Linked DNA regions of Mus musculus: region 2 is linked to region 1. A link is a contact called in public promoter capture Hi-C data. All regions are on one chromosome and are shown on one strand. Each heading gives the region's core, a stretch centred on a gene start, on an enhancer-like site or on the middle of the called end of the contact. The rest is flanking DNA. Distances are from core to core; before and after follow the strand shown.

What was found. Capture Hi-C pulls out chosen DNA fragments and counts their contacts.
Region 2: a contact with region 1 is called in a promoter capture Hi-C map of liver. The contact joins the promoter of Ccdc110 here to the promoter of Cfap97 in region 1. A contact is called at or near these places in 3 of 39 promoter capture datasets (the 3T3-L1 cell line, pre-B cells and stem cell-derived epiblast-like cells) and 1 of 9 other capture datasets (liver).

The regions. Positions count from the first base shown.
Region 1 is chr8:46,158,716-46,165,227 of GRCm38.p6, forward strand. It overlaps Cfap97 (cilia and flagella associated protein 97), which reads left to right and starts at 4,936. Exons shown (of 5, transcript NM_025747.4): 1 at 4,936-5,034.
Region 2 is chr8:45,932,636-45,938,681 of GRCm38.p6, forward strand. Ccdc110 (coiled-coil domain containing 110) reads left to right here and starts at 1,984. Exons shown (of 7, transcript NM_001033246.3): 1 at 1,984-2,079; 2 at 2,383-2,529. The coding sequence starts at 2,070.

The DNA.
Region 1 (6,512 bases), core at 3,686-6,185:
TTATGGGCCCTTGACCTAACTTCAGTCCAGTGGTCTAAAGTCAAACTTAGGCGGGTCATTTACAGTCTGTCCCATCATCCAAACCACAGAAAACACAAAACAAACACAAAACACACACACACACACACAGACAAATGCCCATCTTCTAAAGGACAAAACCAACTCAGAAATGCAAAAAAAGTCGGGGAACTGTGTAAGTCTTCCAATCTAGGAAGACTACTGACTCTTCACTTCCCGCCCCAGAGGGACTCCTGAAGTCCTTCCCCTCACTCTGGGGTGTCCCCCAGAGCGGGCAGCCAGTGATTCCAGCACATCTGCTGTTCACACTCCATGCCTCATCTCGAGGCATGGGTCTCCATCGCGGCTGCAAATTCAAGCACCGAACCTCACCAGCTCACAGAAATATTTTTAGACAAGAAATCTCACTTCCAAGTGGGTCTTCGGAGACGTGGGTGGTCGCACCAATCCTGGGACGAGCCTCCAATGAAAGATCTCCGAAGAGAGACCCTCACTCAAGTCTTGGGATAATAGCAGACCCCCAAGAACTTACGAGAGACCAAACTTGATGCAAACCACACGAGGCTTTATTCGGGGAAAGCCAGAGCTCTGGGGACGACTCGTATCCCACGCAGGGGATACGAGGGGAAAGGGGTCCCAGTTTTTAATAGGTCTTCAGTGAGGAAAGGAGAAAGGGGCAGTAGGGGATTTCCAGATCTAAACAATGTCTATTCTAAAATGATTTCTCAAGAAATGGATATGGGAGGGGTACAAGGAAAGAGTCTGGTGCAGGTACAGCAACTCCGGATTGGCCCCGGCTGTGGTTGCTGGGGAGATTTTCCTACTCTTCCCCCAGCAACCAATATCACAAACACCTGGCAATGGGCTTCATCAATGGGCACACACATGGGTTCAAGGAACGGTCAAAACATTGGCAGACACACAGGTTCTAGGAGCAGCCAGAGCATTGTGCACCTCTATTTTTCTAAATCAGTGAAGCTAGTTCTGCTAGCAATGAAATCTATTTTGCCAATTTCAGGCCTTCTGTGACCTTTTACATTCTGTCAGGATCTTTCACTACTGCTGACCTGTGAACTGAACTGCCAATTTCCAGACAACACAGACAGGATTTGCTGCAGAGAACCATTTCTAAACAGGCCCATTTCCCCCATATCCTTTCTTCTCTACTCCCTCTGGTGCGTGGTGGGCTAAAGGGAGGTTAAAGTGTTTGAGAACCATCATTAAAAATAAGGTTTGAAGATAATTAAAGTTACAAAGCCAAGACCCCTGCCTTGACTCTTACACCGACACAGAGAAAGGCCATCTCTGGACCAGGAATCAAGGTGCCTTACCTGTTGCCACCTTGAACTGATTTTCCTTTCTCCTGAACTGTGAGAGAGAAGATACGCTATAGCATTTGTTGTAACCAGGCTGAAGGACAATAATGAATCAAGACTTAAAAAAAAAAATTCAGTCTTCAAGAGAATCGTTATTAAAAGTCAATTACTGGGGGCTGGTGAGATGGCTCAGCGGTTAAGAGTGCCGATTGCTCTTCCAAAGGTCCTGAGTTCAAATCCCAGCAACCACATGGTGTCTCACAACCATCTGTAACAAAATCTGATGTCCTCTTCTGGAGTGTCTGAAGACAGCTACAGTGTACTTACATATAATAAATAAATATTTTTTTAAAAAGTCAATTGCTTTTATTGTAAAATACACAAAACTGAAATTTTACCATAGTAACCATTTTCACAGTGTAGTAGTAAATACATTCATGTTGTGTAACAATCATTATCCATTTCCAGAATTCCTCTAGCAGGCAATTGCATAGATACTCTGCCACCAAAGAACTTACGCTACCATGTCCAAAACTTTTTCTACCAGGCAACTGGACAGAAGCTCTGCCATCAAACAACTTGCCATTCTCCTCCCCAGAACCGCTTCGCATGAATTACATTATTCTAAGCCTCTTAGACATGGAATCATGTATTTGTCTTTTCTGACTAGCTTTCTTCATTTAGCATCATTTCTTAAACTTTCATGTATTAGGATTTCGTTCCTTTTCGTGATTGGGTAAAATTTCACTGTGTATGCAAGTGCCTGTATCAACATTTTATGTTCATAGACTCAGGTTGTTTTTATATTTTGAGTATTATAAATAACAATGCTATGAATCTAGATGTACAAATATCCAAGATGCTGCTTTGAATTCTTTTGAGCATATATCCTGAAATGTAATTGCTAGTTCATATAATTCTATTTACTATTTTCAAGAAAATACCATAATTTCCTATCCTGCTGTCTTATGTATCAACTGTGCAAAAGGCTTCCAATTTCTTTGAGTCTTATCCATCTTGTTGTCTATTTCTAGTTTTTGCAACAGCTACTTCTAAAATGGTAACTCTCCAAGTGGGGCTAAAATGAACCTCATTGTCTGACTTTGTATGCTTGGTGTGCAGGTACAGAGCAAAGTACCACAGTGAAGCTGTGGTTCTAGGGTAACTTTGTGAGCACAGGTGTGTCATAGAAAAGTTGTGAGGTTGTAGCCAGTTTTTTACTTCCACTGTGGAATCTAGAAGTTCTATTCAGGTTGTCAGGTTGCCTTTGGAATTACTTTGTACCAGTTGTGCTGTCTCCGTGGCCTTGAATGTTTTCTTGTGTTCTGGGATCTAATTCTAGTCATCTGGCAAGCACATTTACCTACCAGACACGATCATCTCAAAGGCCTTCACAGATTTTGATATGCAGTTCCTTAATGGGTAGTGTCTTAAGCGACTTTTTTATTGCTGTGTCAAAGCAACGTGACCAAGGCAACTTATAAAATAGAGCAATTAGTTGGGTTCCCAGTTTCAGAGGGTCAGAGTCCATGATAGCAGTGCAAAGGCATGGCATGGCAGCAGGGACAGATGACAACTCCCTTCTTAATCCAAAAGCAGGAGGCAGAGCAGTAGAAGGCTTTTGAGATCTTTGCCAAAGCTCACCCCTAGTGCCACACTTCCAACAAGGCACACCTTACTCCTTCCCAAACAGTTCCACCAACTGAGGACCAAGTATTCAAATACATGCATATAGAGGTTATTTTCGTTCAAATCATTTTTAGTGAAGTCCCTGTGTTTTCTTGTGTTGTTGGCTATTTGTATCTTCTTTGGAGAAATGTCTACTCAAACACTTTATATCTACCCTGACAGAATATTTTTTCATTAGTTAAAAATTAAGTGAAATACTGTCTTTGAGCCAACAAAATGAAGAAAAAAAGTTTCTCTTTGTTAATAATCAGGACCCCAAAAATATAAAATATATTGTTCAAAATAAGAGTCCTTTCTTGAGTCTGATGGCTGTGGTTGTGATCACACACACACACACACACACACACACACGATTAGACACCTAGACACTTAGTGAAGCTCACCTCTGGGTGTGTCTGGAGGGCATTTCCAGAGACATCATGTGGGCTCTGATCTCATCAATGAAGTGACCCTTGATGGATTCATAATATGCTGGCATTATTAGCAGGTGGTGATAGGGAGGAGGTGGCGCCTAGGTGGAAGAAGGTCACTAGAGGTATCTCTAGCATTATACCTTGCCCTGGCCTCTTCCTGTAGGCCAGATTCTCCAGTCTTATAATTCCACAAACTGCTGCTCTGTAGTGCCATGAAGGACTGAACCCTCTCAAAATGTGAGTCAACACATCTTTCCTCACTGTGTTAGCTATTCTGTCATGGCTCTGACAAACAATACACTCGTAGTCCCTAGGATATAATGTTAAGTTTGTGCTTGCTTCCTTAGTACCTTTATTTAAGTGCTGAGAACTTATTATGGCTGTAACAAATTACTACAAAGTTAGATGTATAAAACAACTCATTGATTTGGATTAGGGAGCTGTGGAGGTCAGAAATCTAAAATCCAGGCATATTTGAGTTCTTTCGGGGTAGAAGCCACTTCTCCCCTCTTTTCAGTCTTCCAGAGATGCATGCATTCTTTGGCTCATTGACTCTTCCACACATCACTCAACTATTTTGTGTCCCAGCTCCTACAACTAACTGGCTTGGAAGCTTTTGCCTCTCCCTTTTATAGGGATTTATAGTGGCTGATTACACAATGAGCTCCTGGATAATGTAAATTTAATTGCATCAGCTAAATTCTTGTGCCAGATAAAGTAACATATTCGTGTACTCTGGTGATTAGAGGATAGAGATCAGGAGTGTACTGCCATTCCTGACCCTTAGATGTGTCAACAAGAAATTAAGGCACTCAACCGTCTATAGAGATCATTTTTTATATTGCTTAAAGTGGACCTTCACCATCAGAAGGGCCATCCTTTATGGGTTACCTGCCCCGGTGCATATTAACTATGCTTGAATTTGAAATTTTTTCCTCCTTTGACACGGGCCTCACGATATAGCCCTGGCTGGCCTGGAAGTCACTATGTAGAACACAGGGATTCCTCTCCCTCTACTCCCAAGTGCTGAGACCAATGGCATCCGCCACCAGGACTGGTTCGTGTAAACAGCGTTTTGCTGAAATAAAATCGAACAAAACACACAGTCGTCCTCCATTTTTATTATTGTCATCTTGTTACAGAATTACAAGATTACAGCGTCTTTTTAGGAAACCATCCCGGACGTCTAGACCTACCGCAGCGTCGTGGGTAGGCGAGCAGGTGATGCCCTGGACAACAGGGAGGCCTTGGTGGCCTCCTTTCCATGAGCCTCCGAGACCTCGCGAGGTCCTGCCGAGAAGCTGTCGCCCCTGCAGCGCCGGCCTGATCACTTTGACCGGGTCTCCCGGAACTACGGACGACAGGAGCGCAGCCCTCACCCTCGCCGGCAGAGACTCGGCTCCGCGCTCGCCCCGCCTTTCCCCTTCCGCTGAGTCCAACCCCCGGAGCTTCCGCCCGCGCTCAGGCGTGCGCCGGTCTCCGTTAGCTTCTACCGCGGGGGAGGGAGAACGGTGGAGGTGTGGCTGCGCGTGCGCAGAGCGAGCGAGAACCCGAACGCTCCGCGGGGCGCAAGAGTCCGTGGCGGCCACAGTTCGCAGGTGAGCGGCGCTCGGGCTTCCGCATCCGGTCGGTCTCCAGCGGGCGAGACGGCCCTCCCCTGCGTTCGGGGTCCGTTTCCCCGGTTCAGTGCCCGACGGAGGCGAGCACCCGGGGTGGGTACCGCCGAGCCTCCACGGTGGGGGGGACACAGGCTGTCCTCAGCCCTAGGCGCCGCCACCTCGGCCTCGCTAGCCCGCAGGGCGAGCGACGTGGTAACCGCTATTAAAAAAAAAAAAAAAAAAAAAAAAACGATAGCCCGGCCCGCAGGACGCGAGAGGAGGCGTGGAGTCGGGGTCCGAGCCCACGGCTGCCCCTCTCCGGGCGCTTGAACCCGAACCCACAGCTCTGAGGCACTGAGTGTGAAGAGGCAACCGACTGGGGTCCTGGAAGAAGCCCCAGACTCCTGAAAACCAGGTGTTCAGTTTGAGCCAAGATTTTTGTATGCTTAATTTGGTGCCCTATTGTGTCCATATCGACAGATAAGGACTTATCTCAAATGTACAAAATGCCGTTTTTAATGACAGGTTATTCGAGTATTCTTTCTGGTGTATTGGGAAAGCGCTGTTATTTCTACTGCTAGTTCTGCATAAGCTAAAACATCACTCTCCAAGTAACTTCCAGGTAGCTTTGACAGCAACCTGGCTCGATCCACCAGAGGGTTGTTAGAGTCTCATGAACCATCCTTTGATTTTTATCCTTCTCCCGTGTGTTGTAAGATAATCTTAACGATCCTATAAAGCTACAATTTTTCTTGCCTATTCCCGAATGTAAGTTGAATTAGAAGCAACCTTGATGTAAATTTTGGCAAAAGAATCGTTAATGAGGGAGATCGTCCGCTAAGTTTTCCTGGAACTTAAGTTTGTGTGTGTACAGCCACTCTTGCCCAATAGAAATTCTGACTATAAACACCAGAAATTTGACATACACTAGGCAGTGGGCCACCTCTCCAGCGGAGAGAGGGACATTATCAAAATACGCTGGAAACATGATGGTTTTATTCTGTTTACATAGGAGGCAGAGTAAGAACCTGGGCTGAGCCTTAAATCTCCAGACCTCTTTGTGGGATAAACCCAACTGTTGTAGGTCTTTTTCTAGACACTGGATGTATAAAGGTGAACAAGAAAGACCTCTGGAGCGCCCAGTCTGGTAAGAGTGGCTATACCTCCACCTCCTCCTCGCCCCATCCTCTCCTCTCTCCATCTTTCTCCAGAGCTCAGGTGATCCTCTTAATTTGGCTTCACTAGTAGTTGATTTATAAGCACACGCTATAAGGGGTCCAACGCTAGCCAGTCTCGTGAGGAGACTCCCGTAGGCAAAGTTTTAGACAAATCTCTTCCCGTTCTGCTCTTGGACCCCTAGAAACTAATTAGACGAGACAGCATCAGTGTGGAAGACCACAGTACAATTTCCTGTGTCCTTCATCCGGTGCCATTCACCGTCTCTTTTGAGAAATGGCCTTGTTTGGCCTAGAACTCAC
Region 2 (6,046 bases), core at 734-3,233, 230 kb before region 1:
ATTTGGCCAGAGAAGCCATAGCCTGACAAAATACACTTTTCTGTCTATTGATATGAGAATGAATTAGAGAAACTGTCACCGACCAAGCCAGGAAAATTTGAGCATTCATATAAGTAATCTTAGCAACAGAATAAAATCCATTGCTAACTAGTAAATAATATAAGAAACAGTGATCCATACAGAGATAATTATAGGTAAACTAGAAAACCAAAAGCTTGTGATGAATGGAGTTATTGTATAAGCCAAAATATTTTATGCAAACTATTTCTTAATCAAAAAAGAACAAAGGTTTAATATCTATGGTAGAGATTAGTTAGTCACCAAATGAACACCACACTGATGCTGTAGACCACAATCCTGTGCCACCCGAGAGACTACAATGAGGACCAACAGCCATTATGCCCCCCTGACAAGAGTGCATGGCCTGATCTACCACTAGGAAACACCCACAAAAGACACAAAAACATTTTACAGAATAATTGGTCTAGAATGTTCTAAAATGTTAAGGCCGTAGGAGTTCAAGATAAATCAAACTGATCAGATTAAAATGCATTAAATAAACAGATCATGGCAACTGGATGTAATGCCAGCCTTTAGGCTGGGACCTATGGCTACCCAGGGCATTACTGCAAGAATGTCAGTGATGCCTGGAAGCTATAGGGTGACTATGCATCAGCACTAATCTTGAATATTAACAGTGTATTGTGCTTCTTTTCAGTATTCTTATAAAATACACACCCAAATGTTCAGGAGAGATGGGATGAAGTCAGCAATTTGCTCTTAATAGTCCAGGAGGACAGGCAGATAGTTGGCGAATGGCTTACCACACAAGCATGAGAACCTGAGTTTGATGTCCACGGTAAAAGGCCAGGGGCAACATGGTGCACATGTCTGTCGCCCTTTGTCCACATTGAGGATCCCTTTGGGCTCACTGACCAAACAATAGAGACTGTCTGTGAGCTCCAGGCGCAGCAAAATACTCTGCTCCAAAAACTTTAGGTGGATCTCAATAAATAAATACAGCATAAGTCTCTGACTTCCACACTCATGTACACACACACACACACACAAACACATACATACATACCTGCATGCACACACACACACACACATACAACACACACACACACACAAAACAAATTAATAAATCTTTAAAACTTAAACCTTTTCTACTAAAGGTCATTTTTCTGATAGATTAACTGAGAAGTTATCCTAAAATAAAAGTAGATTTCTGCTGAGACCAGTGCACAGATTAAAATTGAGGTTAACATTGCAAACACTTATCATTTTGTTTTACAGTCTATGCCAACTGTTGTGACTTAGTCATCTCATGAAAATCTCCAGGTGATTTCTATGTAATAGCCAATACTCACCGTCACCATCCACAAATTAGAGTTGTCACATAATATTTCATTGTTACATTAATACCCAGCATTTGATGAACTATATTATTTTCTTTAGAATAGTGGTTTAACAGATGTATTAGGCTGAAAAATTTAAATGTATTAAAGCTGTCCAATGCGACCAAAAAAAAAAAAAAAAAGACTGTCGAGTCTTGTAAAAACCATTGCTCCAGAAAATAAGAAATTATAGCTCATGAACATTAAACCATCATGCCTCTTCCCTGAAAGTAAGCCAGGTGTAATTTATTAAGTAATAAATTATTACATCATAGTGGCTGTCAATTCCTACTCACAGTGATTTAAAATTCAGTTCTCAATGACTGTATATTCTATCTGAGATAACTGATTTTGCAAAAATAAGTCATATGTATTTATTGAAAACTTTTACTTAAAAGCTCGTGTTTTCTAACCAGTCACTCAAGCTCTGCTTCCCGGGGAAGCACCCGCCTTTTTCAAGTGTTTTATCAAGTGTACAGGAAAATCAGTGCACTTCATATAAATGAAAACCAATCACATCGTCTGCATCAGCTCCGGAAAAGGGTGGGGGTGGGCAGGGCTCCCCCCCCCCCCGACCTCCGTTACTAGGCAACGGGATGCTGCGGCTAGAAGCGGCAGAGCTGAATGCTTGGGGCAAGGCAGTTGGTGGAGAGATCTTAAGCGACAGAAATGAGCCCCGGTAAGAACGATCCGGGAGGCTGTCCTCTAGAGGGAGGCTCTGGGAAATGGAGGATAGTGGAACCACACCCATGTCCCTTCATCCCAAAGCCTCCGGAGTTTTCCGGATGGGTCTGGTGTGCGTTATCTTCCCGACCTCAAATCCCCTGCTCAGTGAGAAAGCACTCGCCTGCCCCCTGGCGGGATGCCGCCTTCACCCCTATTTGCAGAGTTGACATCTCTACCTGATCATAGCGCGCCCTCTGGTGGCCACAGAGGGCGTGGGCGACCCGAATGTCCGTGCCTCGCTTCTTCACCTTCCCAGGCTACCTTCCAGCTCCAAAAGCTGTGCTCGGGTCTGTTCCAGAGAAGCACCTCGCGGAAGAAGATGAAGTTGACTCCATTCTCCTTTCAGCATCCAAGATCCTGAATTCCTCTGAGGGGGTAAAGGAAAGCGGGGGCAATGAACCAGGTAAAATCTACGTTTTTGCAGTAAATATTGGTGGGAAATGAGCTATAGCATGGGGAGGATATTTGAAAGAATTCAAACAGCCACGAGTTCCGATAAACAAAGACTCAGATGTGTAGAGTAACTTGAGGACCACAGAACACTGCCATTGGGATCTCACTTCCTGAAGAGAAGCCCAAAGGGACAGCACCCCTCTCACATGGGTGCACAGTGGGACATCAAGAGAAGGAGCCAGGACTTATGAGCAAAGGTGGCTTTTAGATTGATGGGTGGGACCCCAATCGTGAGTTCCCCAGGTGAGGCAGAGAGAATTGATGGAGTAGACATGGGACTGGGTTCCTTTTCACACGTTAGCCAATGCAAGGCCACACCTCCCCTGATAAAAGTCAACTTGATTGAAGATGGAGAACATGGAGGATGAGTAGACCATCGCTTTCTGTATTCCTCTGTTACCAGGCATGAAGACCTGTAATCTTCCCTGAGGAACCAGCAAAGTGGGGCAGGGTAACGAGACTAAATACCATCACAGATGGTTAAAGACATTTAAATAGCCTAGTATTTACCCCTGCGCTCAACAAAGGTCAGAAAAGCTGGAGTCGCCTCAATACGGCAAGCGCATGTGTGTTGCACTTAGAGGCTGAGGAGATGGTTTCAGGAGTGAAGTTCTTACTGGGCAAACATCAGCTCGAATCCCCTGTAAAGGTCAGACTCAGGGGAGACAGAATCCGGGAAGCCATGGACCATTTAGCCTCATGAACACAGCAGCAAATAAGAAGAGTTCACCTCAAACACAGTAGATGACTGATACTCCTGTGATACTCCACAGCATGACTTATACAAATAAGAGCAGCTAGTTAACTAACTAACATAACTAACCTTAACTTGTCAGGATGCGTATGAGGGGTACCTTCTGGTTGGTTCTGGCCCTCCTTTTCTGCTTCTGAGCCTCCATCCATTTGCTCAACTGCAAGCATTTTGAAGAACCTGCTGTATCAGGCCCTGATCTAGGAGTTGGGCATCTGTAATTATCAATGACAGTTGTCACTTTGACAGAAGCTAGAATCCCTCGGGTAATGAACCTCTGAGCCTGCCTGTAGGGGATCATATGGCTTTCAATGGCTGAGGTGGGAAGAGCTGCCCACTGTGGGTGGCACCATTCCTTGGCTGTGGTCTACACAGCTTAAATGGAGAAAGGAAGCTGAGCACCCACATGAACTCATTCTTTGCTCTCTGTTTATTTACTGTGTATGCAACTCAGCTATCTGTCCCATTGTAATTCACCCTGAAAGAATAGCCTGTACTCTTGAGCTATAATGCTGAGTTAAATCCCTTCCCACATAGGTTTCTTTTGTCAGAGTATTTTATAGTAGAACAGAAAACAAACTAAGACAGGATCCAAGACTATATATACAAGCTTTCATTTAGCTTATCTGTCAGCAGGAGAGCAGACATTGTTTACAAGGTAGCAGCCATTCCTATGGGGAAAGAGAAGGCAGAAGTATCTGGAGTGTTACAGGTAGGCGAGGTCTCTTCTGTTTTAAAGGGAGGAGGTGACCGGAGAGGGCTCCAGTTAGCAGGTCCCATCTGAGCAAAGACCAGAGGAGGTAAAGAAGAAATTGCAAAAAAAGTTCTACAAAAGAACATTTCAGGCATCAAGACCAGCAACAGCCCGAGGTCTGAGGTGGGAGAGAGGCTGGCTGGCTTGAGCAGTTAATTCCTGTGGATGAGGCAGAATGGGTAGGGCGGGGGATGGGGTATCAGGTGAAGGTTGGAGTGGGGTAGGAGAGAAGTAACTTTGTAACTCCGGGCAAGGATTTGGGGTTCTATTCTGAACAAACTGAGAAGCACTGGGAAGTTCTGAGCAGCCCCCCCCCCCCCACCTTGCGTTTGGACTAGAATTGTTCTCATGAACGAATTCGAAGGGTGATACACGCGTAGAGTTACCCATCACATTATGTTATAAAGCCAGAAGTCGATGTCCAGACAGCCTGATTCCATAGCTGATACCCTAACTTCCCTGGCAGAGTGCACTCCAACCCACAGGCCACCTACACTGCAGATGTCACTAGGCCTGTCAACAAAGTTAGTGTTTGCACTTGAGAACCACTTTAACTTTTTGCTTTTTAAATCGTCATGTTCCCCCTTAGCCTCAGTCACAGGCGTGCACTTAACACTTTTTGCATATATTGAATAGGACATAATTTTCTGCGGGCTTGGACATAAACTCCCTTTTTCTTTCTGATAAAAAGGTCATCCCCGTTGATAATTGAGTCTTTTTTTTTTTATTTCAGCACTTAAATATGAAATAGAAAACATAAGTGTTAGCAGTCCTTCTAGGCTCCACCCCACAGTTACCTAGCAACAGCCAGGTAATGCCTGGCTTACTATAAAAGGGGCTGCTTGGCCCCTGCTCACTCTCTTACTCTCTTACTCTCTGCCCCTTCTCCCTCTCTCCAGATGGCCTTGCCCCCTCTCTCCATGTGTTCCTGGCCAGTCTCTTCTCTTCTCTCTCTCCTGCTCCCCCCTCCTCCTCCCCTGCTGCTCTTCCTCTTCTCCTGCCTCCTCCTTCTCCTTCTTCCTCTTCTCCTTCTCTCTCTCTCCTCCTCCTCCTCCTCTTCTTCCTCTCTCTGTCTCTCTCTGTGTGTCTGTGTATCTACCTGTCTGTCTGTCTGTCTGTCTCTACTCCCCTTCCCATGCCCTAAATAAATTCTATTCCATTCTATATCCATCATGTGGCTGGTCCCTCAGGGGGAAGGGATGCCTCAGCATGGGCCTGCAGAGGTGCCCCCTTCCAACTTGCTCTACCAAACATATCCTAGCCTCTTTTCTCTTTTTAATACACAGTAAGATAGATATGAATAATATTTCTTACATTCTCAATAGATGATAAGATTCTTCAGGGGTGGGGCCATAGGCCTCACTCCTTCTAATGACTCCCAATAGGATACATTTAGCAAAGACTTAGTGAATGCTAAACTGTGATTCTGTGTTGTCTCCCGTGGATCTGTGATCATTCCCCTTCACATTCCAGAATCATATAGTGTCATGTGACTTCTCTAAGCATTACTGAATTTTGAAAGTATTTTTCCTTAGGAACAAGTAACACCCAAAGACTCATAGGAGAAACCAAAAAAAATTTTATTACCTTTAAAGATAGGTGGGTCCGATTTCCTGCCTGCTCACTGCCTGCACTGAATCACTCTGCTGAAGAAAAACTATTCATTTCTGAATCACACCATGAAGCTAAAACGAGCAGCTTAATGCTATTTGGAGTGCTTGCTTTATTGCCAAAATTAATCTTTTTCTAATGCTCCCTCCCCTAAATAACTATGTCGTTTCTCTCATGGCATGATCTTATGGAAAAGGTGGAAACAACTGGACCAAAATCTCTCATCCTTACATCTGCTAAGCTCCCTACTTCCTGTTTCAATGGAAGGATTGCCCTATTCAATCAATACTCAACTGATCCAAAGCCCTCCTCATCCAGAATTCTTCTGTCATGGCATCTCTCATTCTCCAG